Regions from separate parts of the Mus musculus genome. Here all the other regions are linked to region 2. Evidence: chromatin contacts called from public Hi-C and HiChIP or PLAC-seq data. All regions are on one chromosome and are shown on one strand. The core of a region is the stretch at or near the end of the contact, and the rest is flanking DNA. Distances in the headings are between cores, read along the strand shown.

What was found. A called contact is a pair of places that touch in the nucleus more often than the background predicts. HiChIP or PLAC-seq counts read pairs in DNA pulled down with a chosen protein or histone mark.
Region 1: an H3K27ac HiChIP or PLAC-seq map of hepatocytes shows a contact between it and region 2, with 6 times the contacts expected there. The contact joins the enhancer-like site here to the promoter of Eif3e in region 2. A contact is called at or near these places in 1 of 39 promoter capture datasets (cranial neural crest), 1 of 15 datasets of contacts at CTCF or cohesin (the NIH/3T3 cell line), 2 of 484 Hi-C or Micro-C datasets (adipose-derived mesenchymal stem cells and embryonic fibroblasts) and 3 of 115 datasets of contacts at active chromatin or transcription factors (bone marrow-derived dendritic cells, embryonic stem cells and hepatocytes).
Region 3: a Hi-C map of the N1E-115 cell line shows a contact between it and region 2, with 3 times the contacts expected there. The contact joins the enhancer-like site here to the promoter of Eif3e in region 2. A contact is called at or near these places in 2 of 39 promoter capture datasets (cranial neural crest and hippocampal neurons), 1 of 15 datasets of contacts at CTCF or cohesin (the NIH/3T3 cell line), 4 of 484 Hi-C or Micro-C datasets (the N1E-115 cell line, the NIH/3T3 cell line, cortical neurons and 1 more), 1 of 115 datasets of contacts at active chromatin or transcription factors (bone marrow-derived macrophages) and 1 of 9 other capture datasets (adipose tissue).

Annotation. Positions count from the first base shown.
Region 1 is chr15:43,612,130-43,615,927 of GRCm38.p6, forward strand. No RefSeq gene overlaps it. Among named protein-coding and RNA genes, the nearest start is that of Gm41316, 110 kb to the left of the region's middle. Within about 2 kb of position 2,347, at least 23 of the 459 cell types and tissues checked have an H3K27ac peak or open chromatin away from gene starts, as enhancers often do. A contact at or near this core is called in the NIH/3T3 cell line and hepatocytes, where this site is marked.
Region 2 is chr15:43,280,645-43,284,456 of GRCm38.p6, forward strand. It overlaps Eif3e (eukaryotic translation initiation factor 3, subunit E), which reads right to left and starts at 2,092. Exons shown (of 13, transcript NM_008388.2): 1 at 1,959-2,092. The coding sequence starts at 2,048.
Region 3 is chr15:42,976,866-42,981,009 of GRCm38.p6, forward strand. The region is part of intron 1 of Gm46505 (a long non-coding RNA gene); the gene reads right to left. Among named protein-coding and RNA genes, the nearest start is that of Gm46505, 4.3 kb to the right of the region's middle. Within about 2 kb of position 2,681, at least 3 of the 459 cell types and tissues checked have an H3K27ac peak or open chromatin away from gene starts, as enhancers often do. A contact at or near this core is called in the N1E-115 cell line, where this site is marked.

The DNA.
Region 1 (3,798 bases), core at 1,097-3,596, 330 kb after region 2:
CATTAATCACTAATTGAAAAAAAAAAAAAGTGTTATAGCTGGATCTCATGGAGGCATTTTCTCAACTGAGGCTCCTTCCTCTCTGATGCCTATAACTTGTGTCAAGCTGATACACAAAACCACCCAGCACTGTCAGTCATTTCAGTTCTAAGGAAGTTGGAATATCAGTAAGGCTAGAGTGAGAATCTCAACTGTGTTTGGAAAGAAGTCACTTTTTGAGAGCCACATGGTCTCATCAGCATAGGCACTGGTTAGGAAATAACCTTTTTTTTTTTTCTTTTGCATGAAGCAATACAAATAGTTTCCTGGGTTTTCCCAAGCTGTCTGCAAGTAGAGTTTTAGATAAACACAACATTCTCAAGAACTGCTAATTTGGCAAAATGGTGTTTGATTGTTGGTTTCGTAGGTAAAAGGACAAGTCTGAGAACATCAGGGATTAGGAGTCTAAGCCTTTATGAAACCACAGTGTTTAACAATGACAGGGAAATCTGCTTATCAGAGGAACTTCACTAACCCAGGAAAAGATCATGGGTACCACCAATAACATAGCCATCCCTTACTAGGTTCATGCTTTTTATGTTAGGAGGCTGGCAAAGGCTAGGCTAAGTATTGTTGCATAGGTTCATTACAATGAAGAGTTCATGCTTTCTTAGGAGAGGCCATTTTAGCTTTTTTCATTATAGGAATATTGCTGAGGCACAGTGATCTTTGAAATTTTCAAGAAATATATTTAAGGCCTGACAACAAAAGTACTAGCTTTAAGTATGAAAAGACAGTAGCAAAACTGGACATATTGCGCGATGCATACATACTATAAGTTTTGAATAGTAGCCCAGATATTAACCCCTACATCATGCAAATTACTGATTCATAAGAAAATAGTGATATTAAACCAAAAACAAATTGAAAAATTGATGCTGAAAGGAAGGGTTTGGTACTAAGGGACTAGTACAAATGGCTGGGAGATATTTCAGCAGGAAGAATACTTGCCATGCAAGTGTGAGAATCATAGTTTCAACCCTAAGAATTCATATAAAAGACAAACAGCTACCTGTAACTCCAACACTTATAAAGTAAAGACAAAAGACTTCAAGAACAACCTGTATAGCTACACTAGCCTAGTCTGTAAACTCTGGGTTCAATTGAGGAACTCTATGCCAATGAATATGGTAAAGAGCAATCAAAAAAGTGCCAGTCTTAGACTTTTACATCAATACACATACACACACACATACACACACATACACACACACACACACACACACACACACACACACACAAACACACTTGCATTTTCATTTCAATTCATGTGCACCTACATATGCACAAACATAGGCTATATACACATGTATAAATGCATACACATACAAAATCAATAAAAAATAAAATAACATAAAGGCAGTAGGAGCAAGAACCCAGAAAGTTTGCTACATGCAACTAAAAGCTGAATGATCGTGCCCAAAACATGGAATATTATTATTATTATTATTATTATTATTATTATTATTATTATTATTATTATATCTCAGGAGACTCTGCTGGGAAGTGACAAATGAAAAGAGCTGCTGGAGAGCAGACTGGTAGTTTAGCACAGAGGCATCATCGTGGATAGCAACATAGGGTTGACACGCTATAGGTTAGACCTTGATGGGCAAGATTTTTTCAAAGGGAAATGTGTGACACAGAGAAAGCTCCTTTGGAATATATTTCATGTACTAAGTAAGGTTTTTTCCTATGGCATATAATCTATAAGCTTTTTAAAATTAACTCCTTCACTAGCACTTCCTCTCAAATTCCATGACTACCATGTTCGAAAATAATCAGTTAACGCACCAGCTTATTGGATTGCCCAATTGTGAAACATGTCCCTTTTAATATTTAGCATGCAACTTAGGGCCTTAGAGCCTCAGACATTCATAACACATGCATAATTCTTGAGAATTAGAAATAAGTTGCATTCAACACCAATTAGCATCACCATCAAAAATATTGTGCATGGCACACATGTCATGCAAGCAGCAAGCACTGACTGTGCAAAGTGCTCTAAAGGGGAACTCTCCCAGCCCAAATGACTTCATGCAGAGAAAATAAACAACAGCCAGCAGGCAGGGTGATTAACATGCACTCTTTTATTTGATTTGGTTTTCCAGTCTTCTGCAGTACCCTTAGCAGAGAATCTTACACTTTAAGTGATTGTTAAAATGAGAAGTGTACATGGCTCTCGCTGCTTTGTCACACTTGGTTTCATAAGCCAGCTATACTCAAGATATCAAGCCGTTTACTGTGGAGATTTGCCTTCTCTGCCTTCCCCTGAAGGAACAGGAGGAAATGTGATAACACAGCCATTTGTACTGAGCGACTTCCTGCTGAAAGGCCTTTTGTGGGTTCTCCCAGCCAGTGTGAAAGGTACTCATTGTTAGCTGCCTGTATTTGAAGATGACCTCCCTGATCGGGTTTTATCTCCAAATGCTGGAAAGCACAGTGGTTTTGGATGTTTGCAGATTTTCACTGTACGGAGAGTTTATTTGTGGGTCCTGGTAACGGGACCAATGACTTTCCTTCCTCGGAATGCTTGTCAAGGTGAGTTGGCTCATGTCTACCTGCACACCAGGGTTCTTTGTTGGAGAGTGTCCTAATCCAGAATTCCATAGTTATCAAGAAATGGATTGTCTCAACACTAGCTCTTATTGTGTGCTGAAGCACTTTGAGGTCCCCGACTTTTGCTCTTGTTTTGCAGAGCAAATTGCAGTTGAAAGAAGAAAAAGGTTAATTTTTAAGTGGATTCTGCATGGCTATTTGTAGCATCTCCCTTGATATATGAATCATTTAGCATATGACCCTAATGTTAGATCAGGGTCTTAAAAGAATTTTTTTTTGTTGTTCTTGGTCACCTTTAAGTCTACATCAATCACTTGGTAGTGGAAAAAAGTCAATGTAATGATCTGTTTTGAAAATAAACATTGCAACTTGACTTTGGCCTCCAGAGCCTATTATCATGTGGTAACATCATGCTATTCCAATGACATTATCTGCTAAGGACATTATGATGGTGGAAAATATTCCACTTTTGTTATCGGAACAATGAAGCTGTGATATTTAATTATGGAGAAGTATGTTTAATTTGTGGAATCTGGAACGTTAACTGTCAGAAGGCTGACAGTGGTATCTAATTTGAACAGAAGATTATTTCGTGGTCAACAGAAATGATTGTTTCACTACTATTCCCTGTTGCCCCAAGTCTGTTAGATTACCCACTGAGTTTTTTCATTAACGGATTAACTAATTTATGTACTCAGTATGCTGAAGTGATAGGTGATAGGAGAGGCACTAGCATATAGTGTATAGCAGTTCTGGTCAGTTTTATTGTTGGAATGAATCACCTTTGTGAATGGTACAGCAAGAAAAGTGAAATATAAGCAAACCAGGGGAAGTCATTCTCGCTGCCTTTTCCCCTCCCCCTCACTGTTCCTCTCTTTCTCCTCTGCTCAGCATCTGAGAATGTCAGTGGTCTACCCAAGGCCATGAACCGAGTTGTTGATAGAACTAGATCCATAGCCTAGAACCACAGCTGAGTCTCTTGACTAGTACTCTATAGCACTGAATTCTTGCTGAAGTTCTGATTCTATCCTGGGATTAATCTGCTGCAGAATTATCTGGAGGGGGAGAGCTTTTATCAACTTTACAGACTTCCTATTCTCAGTCTCAGGATGAGCTGAGAATATGCTTGCTCTTCACTCATTTGAGGCCAAAGGATGGATTCCCAGGGAACCTGCTTAACTTCTCAGTCTTAGCAGCTGG
Region 2 (3,812 bases), core at 842-3,341:
CTAACCCATGCCCAAATTCAAAACCCACTCTTCTTATCTTGGCACTCACCCTCTAACCTGACACTTCACACAATAAACTGTGACATGCAAATTCATAATTCATTTAACTATTCAATGATTATTAAAAGCCTTTATGCAGAACTATTTCAAGTGCTGAGGCCATGTGGAGAACCTAGATTAGAAACCAGTTTTTCTCTCCTGGAACTTTTATACTCCAATATACAAATGTATCAGTAATGGCAAACATCATGACCACTGCCTCTGTCCTAATTACCTAGCTTCCAAGACTCAATTCCCCCTTTCAAAGTACTTTTTTTGCCCACTAATGGTTAACAGAAATTCTTGAATTTTAACAGTATTTAGTCAATACTTGCCTGATATGTATCATTTTTACCTTACAGACACATCAATCTATAAAAAGGTTACATTTTTCAATGGTGAGATGCTGGAGATTTAGCTTGGATTTTTCATAGTTTATGTCTCAATATTTAGGAACGGTCTTCCTCTTGAAGTATTAAAGCCACCGTACTACCCCGGTAATAACATTCTTTTAGATGTTTCCCGAGTCTCAGTTATAGCCTTGCCTATGAATAAACAATCTACACTTACACATTCTTCCCTTAAAAACATAAATGCATTAAAAAACACAAAAATATTAAGTTCAGGCAGATCTAAAATATCTCTGCTACACTAGCAAGGTGAGAGACTTCAATATGTATATATCTATATCTGTATCTGTCTATCTATATATATATATATCATATACTCAGAAAATGAAACAAAAGACAGTCAGAACTTTTTCTCTCTAGTGTGCAGACTACAAAATTCAATGCAAAAAGAATATATCCATCAAGCTCATGACCCACCTGTCAAGACATTCTTCAGCATTTATTGAAAATTAATTTTGCTGTTCCCTGCTGACAATACACTTGTTTAGAAAACTTCCTATGAATATAAATACTATACCTGTCATATAAACCGTAGCTATCTGGAAGCGTATATATGTCATCAAAACAGTTTTACTAGACTTTTTAGAAAACTGCCAGTGAACACAAAATACCTGCCCCTGAATCTGCAGTTCCCTGTTATAATCTGTGTCCAGAAAGCACAACTTACTAACTCTGCTAGACAAAATTCTAGCCTTACACTTTACTTACTGTAATTAGTAAAATGCATCAATTTCTCCATAAAGCCAATATATAGTTAGCCATAATAGTTCTAATCCAATACTTCTTCTCAGTACCCCCAAACAAACTCCTAAATTCAGGACTGAAACGTATTAAGTCCCCAAACTACATACTTAGGACATCTCATTGAACATTTATGACTGAATCATACTTCGTTAAGTCTGAACATCAACACTAAAAACAAAGTTTACATTGCAGCTTGTGGGTTATTCTTGGTCCTCACTCTCATCTGACAAAGTACGCTACATTCCTATGAAATAAATATCTATCGATGACCAGGAAATTCACAGCAAAGTATCCACAACTTCAAGGAAATTAGAATGCCTGAAATGTAAGAGAATCTTGTAATGGGATTCTGAACACAACCCAAATCCAAGGCCATAGACTCAATTTCTAAAAAGAAAACTGAAATTTCCAATAGCATCCGTGGCGAGCCCAAAGCACTCGCTCAGCCAACGCAGCTTCAGGCAAAAACAGACATGGCCGCCCGCAGGATCCTGAGCCTCGGGCCAGGAAGCAAAGACCCCGGCGTCGCCAGAACCCCGCGCTGTCACCTCACCCCTCCGGACGCACAGCCGAGTCCCACCGCCCCGAGCACCCCGACAGCGCTACGATACGCGGGAAGCTGCTGTCCCAGGGCCCAGCCCGTGTCTGTCAGGGCGGCCCAAGCCGGCTTCCGGCTCGCACGTGTGTAGGCCCTGCCGCCGCCTCCCCGCGTCTCCAGGCGCCTCTCTCGTCCCTACGCCGTCCTCCTTCTCAAAGCTTCCTCACCTCTTTCACAGAGAGAAACTCAAGAAGCGGAAAGACCAGGTGCCGATCCAGAAAATGCGCGATGCGAGTAGTCAGGTCGTACTCCGCCATCTTGCCGGGGGAAAGGAGCGCTTGTTCGCTAAAACTTTATTGACAGCTCCGAGAGGCGGACAGGCCCCGCACTGCGCATGTGCAGTAGTGGCCCCGCCCAAGCGTGCTGATGACAACGGCAGCAGTTGCGCGTGGTGGCCTCTCCCTCCCTCCCCACGCCTTCTGGGTGGGGCTCAAACTTTGCACATAATTTCTCTTGTTTGGAAGTTCTGTCGCTTCTTGTACCAATAAAGAAAAGCTAGTTTTAAGGAGGAAAGAACCCAAGAGTTTAGTTTTACACATAAGTAGACGAAGTATAGCCTGCCTGACATCTACGTGGAAAGAGTACATATTTGAAACTACAACTAGGTCTCAAAGATCAGTACTAAAGCAATACACTATTAACTCTGGGTAACTTACTAATGGAACTGAAAACCATGCATAAAATTAAGCTGAAAGAGTGTTTGAAAGAGAGGTGAGGGAGGTTAAATCTAGGTAATTCACCTTACACAAATGGGGGCAAGTATGATCAAGCCTAGAAACTAGATCACTGAAATATATGTGATGGCTATTTATGGTGGTCAACTTGACTACATTTGGAATCTAACAAAATCACAAGCAGTTAGGTACATCTGTGAGAGATTTTTCTTAATTAAGCTATTTAAGATAAGACCTATCTTAAATCCATATCACTAAGATGAGAAGATCCACCTTTAATCTGGACCTTTAGGCAGGCTAAGTATAGAAAAAGAAGATTAAGCCCTTTGCTAGCTTGCCCTTGTTCTCCCTGGCAAGTTCATTCTTTCGCTGACATTAAAACCTAGTTCTCCTGGATTCCAGCTTATACTGAAGATCACCTAGGACATCCAGCCTTAATTGAACAGCTACTATATTCTTAGACTTTTCATTGGGAGACAGACATTTTTGGAATAGACTATAACCTGTAATCCATTCAAATAAATCCAATTTACACACACACACACACACACACAGACACACACACACACACACATCTTAGGGTTTTACTGTTGTAAACAGACACCATGACCAAGGCAGCTCTTATTAAGGACATTGAATTGGGGTTGGCTTACAGGTTCTGAGTTTCAGTCTATTATCATCAAGGCAGGAACATGGCAGCACCCAGGCAGGTTTGGTTCAGGAGGATCTGAAAGTTCTACCTCTTCATCTGAAGACTGCTAGCAGAATACTGGCTTCTTGTCAGCTAAGATGAGGGTCTTAAAGCTCACACTAACACTGACATACCTACTCCAACAGGGCCACAGATTCTAATAGTGCTACTCCCTGGGCTGAGCGTATACAAACCATAACACGCATTCAACCAGTCTCTCTCTAGAAAACCCTAACTAATATAACCTGGATGAAGGAGGGAAGCACCAGAGGATCCAAGAAGCATTTAGTTAAGTAAAACAGCTCTGATAGCTCATGGCAATAAATAAAGCCTACATTTGTATTTAAATTGTTCACAGCCATTTATTTATTTACATTTACTTAAATTATCCACAACAATTTTCTCCTGTTAATATTTGACTCTGGTCATTTCTTCCTGGCACATCCTATCCTATTGATGACCTTTACATGGACTCTTTCAATTAGTTGTGGATGAAAAAATCTACTCATAGTGAACATAAAAGGCAAAAGGAGAAAGATCACAGCAACATATATAAACATGCTTTGAAGATATTTACAAGAAAGATATTCTAGTAGATCTTCTAGTAGATATAGGATGCAGGCAGTGTGAAAAGAATGGGGTTTGTATGCTGGTAG
Region 3 (4,144 bases), core at 1,431-3,930, 300 kb before region 2:
AAGAAATAACAAGGTAAATGTAGTGGCCACTAGGAATTACATGACTTTTTCATTTGTATCATTTTTACATATCACATTTTATTCATTAAGCCAGTATATTTTCTTTGACTATAATATGTGGAACATTGTGATGTCAAAATTCAACAGTATGATGTGTGATGGAGAGCTGTGATGTTAACGGAACATAATGATGCCAAATTTTCTTCAGAGGTGGCACAGTAAAGCATTGTGATGTCACAGTGGCTGCATTGTATTGTCACAATTCAATATGAAGGTGTCAAATGCAGCATTATTATATCATAATTCAGTGTAGTGACAAAATTTACCTGTAACTTCAAGCAGAGCCTATCCCACCTATATTCCAAAAAAATCATGTTGTCTTGTTGGTCTTTGTTTTGTTGGTTAACTTTGCATGAATAAAACCTAAGGAAAATATTCTTGTTTGCTATGATTTTATTTCAGTTTCAATCCCATACGCTGGATCTTCACAATAGAGATTAACTAAAAATTTTAAATCTTGCACAAAGGATTTTGAGTGTTTTTTTTTAAACCATAAGGCAATATCAAGTAGATAAATATGCTCACCCTTATTTAAACCTTAATACACACATGTATGGAAACAGTGCACAATAACCTAGTCATATGGCAATCTATTTTTCTTCAAGCACCTAGGAGATAGAGCACCAGGGTGTTTCATTTGGAAGGATGTAAACACATCTCTAATTTCAAGTAATTATCTCATCTGGAAACAAATTGTCTCTAGCTCTAATTTGTATGGGAATTTAAAGTAAGATGATATGATTAAACTAGTGTCATTAGGTGTACATTGATATTTTATTAAAGTGATTATTCTAGCTAGTAACTGCACTTGGGCATGTCACAGTCACCTCCAAATTTAATCCATTCCATTCTCGTGCACTTATCCCAACCCTCAATCTGTTTCTCCTACATCGCTCTTTATTTTAATCACTGACATTGCTGTCCACACAGGCGCTCAAGCAAGAAACTTTGTAGTCAACAGCAACCTCTCTTAATTAGGAAAGTGTGGTGGATAGATCCCTGCTTCTTATTTACTACCGCAAACATATGCCATTATTGACTTCATGTCCGAGTGATTTTGGTGATTACCCACACGTTCTGAAGTTTAACCTTGGAGGACTCATTTCTTCACCAATAAACTCAGAGACACACATGAAATAGACACAAGGGTCTTTAATATTAATAGCTGACAATCTATTAGATGTCAAGGCTTTACATGTAGTTTCCCTATGGGTTGGTTCCCTGTTCCACATGCTTTCAGGTTTCCTGTTTATTCTGTTCGCACTTACTATTCTCAAGGACAACTTTCTGTTTAAGATCTGTCCTTTAGCTTGCGCTGAGAGTCGCGAAGACTAAAACTGGCATATAGAGACTCTTTACTTTTGCCTCATATACAAATCAACTCGGCTTATTTTACTCTCTCCATTGATATCCTACCCTACATCATTCTTGGCGCCCACTGAGACAACTCAAACAGCATCTTTTCCTGTCTCACTGCCTTGCCTTGTTTCTTCCAATCCACAGAGAAGTCACACTGACCTTATATCCCCTCCTTGCACAAAAGGGGTGCTACGTCCTTTTGCAGCTTCACACCTGACCAGCATCTACCACTGTCATCTCAGTACTCAAGCCTTTTGCCTCACACCAGCTCCAGACACACCAGCTTCTTTTCTGATCTTCTCTGTTTTACCACCTCTGCTCATGCTGCTCACGATCTTCTTGCCTCAGATTCTCTAGTGCTTGGATTTCCTGTAGGCACACCACTCCTAGTTCATTAATTTGTTCTGAAAGTCTAAAAATAGCATTGCTATCCTGTTGGTTTATTTTTACTTAAAATCAAGTCTCCTGCCATGCAGCTTAATCATATATTTTGTCAAAGTATTTGACATCCCAGAAGATGTTCTTACACACACTAAAAATTCTGACTCTTCCATAGGCATATACCCAAAGCCAATCAGTAGAAGCTCCTGGGTCCCTTGTGGATTATTGCAAACTCATTATGTAGAAATTGCAATAACAAAGACATTGACCCTAAAGTGCCCAGGAAAGTGGCATACTTCCATTTGTGTCTTGCAGCCTCTCTGGGCTCTGCCTATAATGCAATCATGTTTACATAAGGATTAGTTCTAGTGACAAGTGTCTGGGTTTTCATTTAGGGCTGAACAGGACTCACTCCACCACAAAGAACCACTGGATCATAGAGAGTGTGTTCTTTTAATTTTCTTCCATAAACAGACAAAAATTGAAATCAGCTGTCAGCAAAGTCCAAATTAAAGAGCTGAGCATCAGAGTCACCACTGAATCGAGATCAGTTTTTAGGCTGGAGTAGTGGGGGTTTAGATTTTTGAATTTCCAATAAAAATATATTGTTAGGTACAAAGTGAAGATTTCATTTTAACTGGGGTTTAAATACACTGTGCATTGTTTGCTTTTCAAAAATTGAATTTAGCTTGAAACTAATATCATTCAAAAAAAAACAGACCTTCCCTTGCTTAAATGTTGTACATGATCTCAAAGCATAATGCAATAAATGTGCAATTCCTCACCATCCCTAATATGATTATAGCGGATACAGCTCCGTCTGCTCAGCTTGCAGGCTGTGACTCTCCTTGATGTGGCTCAGAATAAACTGCTAATGCTTCTAATGATTTCAATGATTACTCTAATTCTGTCCTAGCAGGGTTTTCTTTCTTTCATTGTTTCACAGTGACATTGATGCTGAGAACATGTCCATCCGCTATGACAATACTTTGCAACTGTGATTAGAATGTAAGCAAAATGTTCAGCTTGGAACTTCAGATAATTCAATAAATAGGATACAAATTATTCATGTCTATTAAGGTAAACGTAGACATCTGTGGTTATGTGCAATGCTGGGTAATTAGGTTATCATAGGCATGAATGTAATTAGGGGACAATGTGGCATGGTAGGGAAAGCAATCCTAGTTGTAAGTCAGATCAGGATCTGAATTGTGACATACCTTCCCAAGAGTGCAGTATTAATGTTTTTGAATTTTAATTCTATTTTTAAAATAGGTACATTAATATTTCATATGGTTGTTTTAAATGTGTAATTTGATCGTGTACATTACATGCTTACCATGAAGACATGCCTATTGAAAGTTCTCAACTATACAATTGTTCTAACAATTTCACCAGTTAAACTCAGCAACAGATTGTTCAGTTTGCTATGTGTCCAGCTCTAAGAGCTACAAAAAAACAGTATGAAATAATGTTCATGGCTTGAAAGTCTAGTTGTTAGCTTTAATTTTGGCAACTCTAGTTCCTGAAACAAGCAATTTGTTACAAGTTGGGAAAGGCCTGCATAGAGAGGAAGGAAGATGAGAGCTATAAGGGGCTAGAGAAGAAGAGAACAATGTAGCAGGATATCTGATCATACTGTGAACCTCCAGATTGTACACTGGAAAAATCTCTAGGTGTGGTGTGGCTCAGCCCTAGAACACACCTTTAATCAAAGAGCTTATTGTAAAGAAGATTGAATAAAGTCAACCATACGTCAAGAGGCAGAGCAAATAATCAGTTGACATAGGGATGGGGAAAGGAAGCACAAAATGTGAGAGGAAATCAGGAGAACAGATAATGAGATGCACAGGAAGTAGAAAGGAGGGACATTTGGCTTGGAGGGTTTTAAAGGGAGTATGGAAAAGAACTGTTGTTGTTGTTGTTGGTGGTGGTGGTGGTGGTGGTGGTGGTGGTGGTTTGGTTTGGTTTGGTTTGGTTTGGTTTGGTTTGGTTTGGTTTGGTTTGGTTCGGTTTGGTTTGGTTTGGGTATTTTCCCCTTCTGGGTTGAAGAAGGTTAGCTCGTTTTTTTCTCTGCCTCTCTGGACTAACAGGCTTTCATCAAAGCATCCTGAGTCTTCATTTGGTAAAACCAAATGTTTGGGATTTCGTTTTAAAAACAGCAATAATGATTAAATATAACTAATACTGTATTTTATTAAAAGACATGTGAATGCGTTCCTTCTCATGCTATCTTGTTGTGCAATGAACATCTTTATTTTGTGGTGACATGAGATGAGACCATGCTTGAGTTTCATAACCTCATCAAAAAGAGCCACTAGCTGGGGCCCAAGTGTTTAAGTTC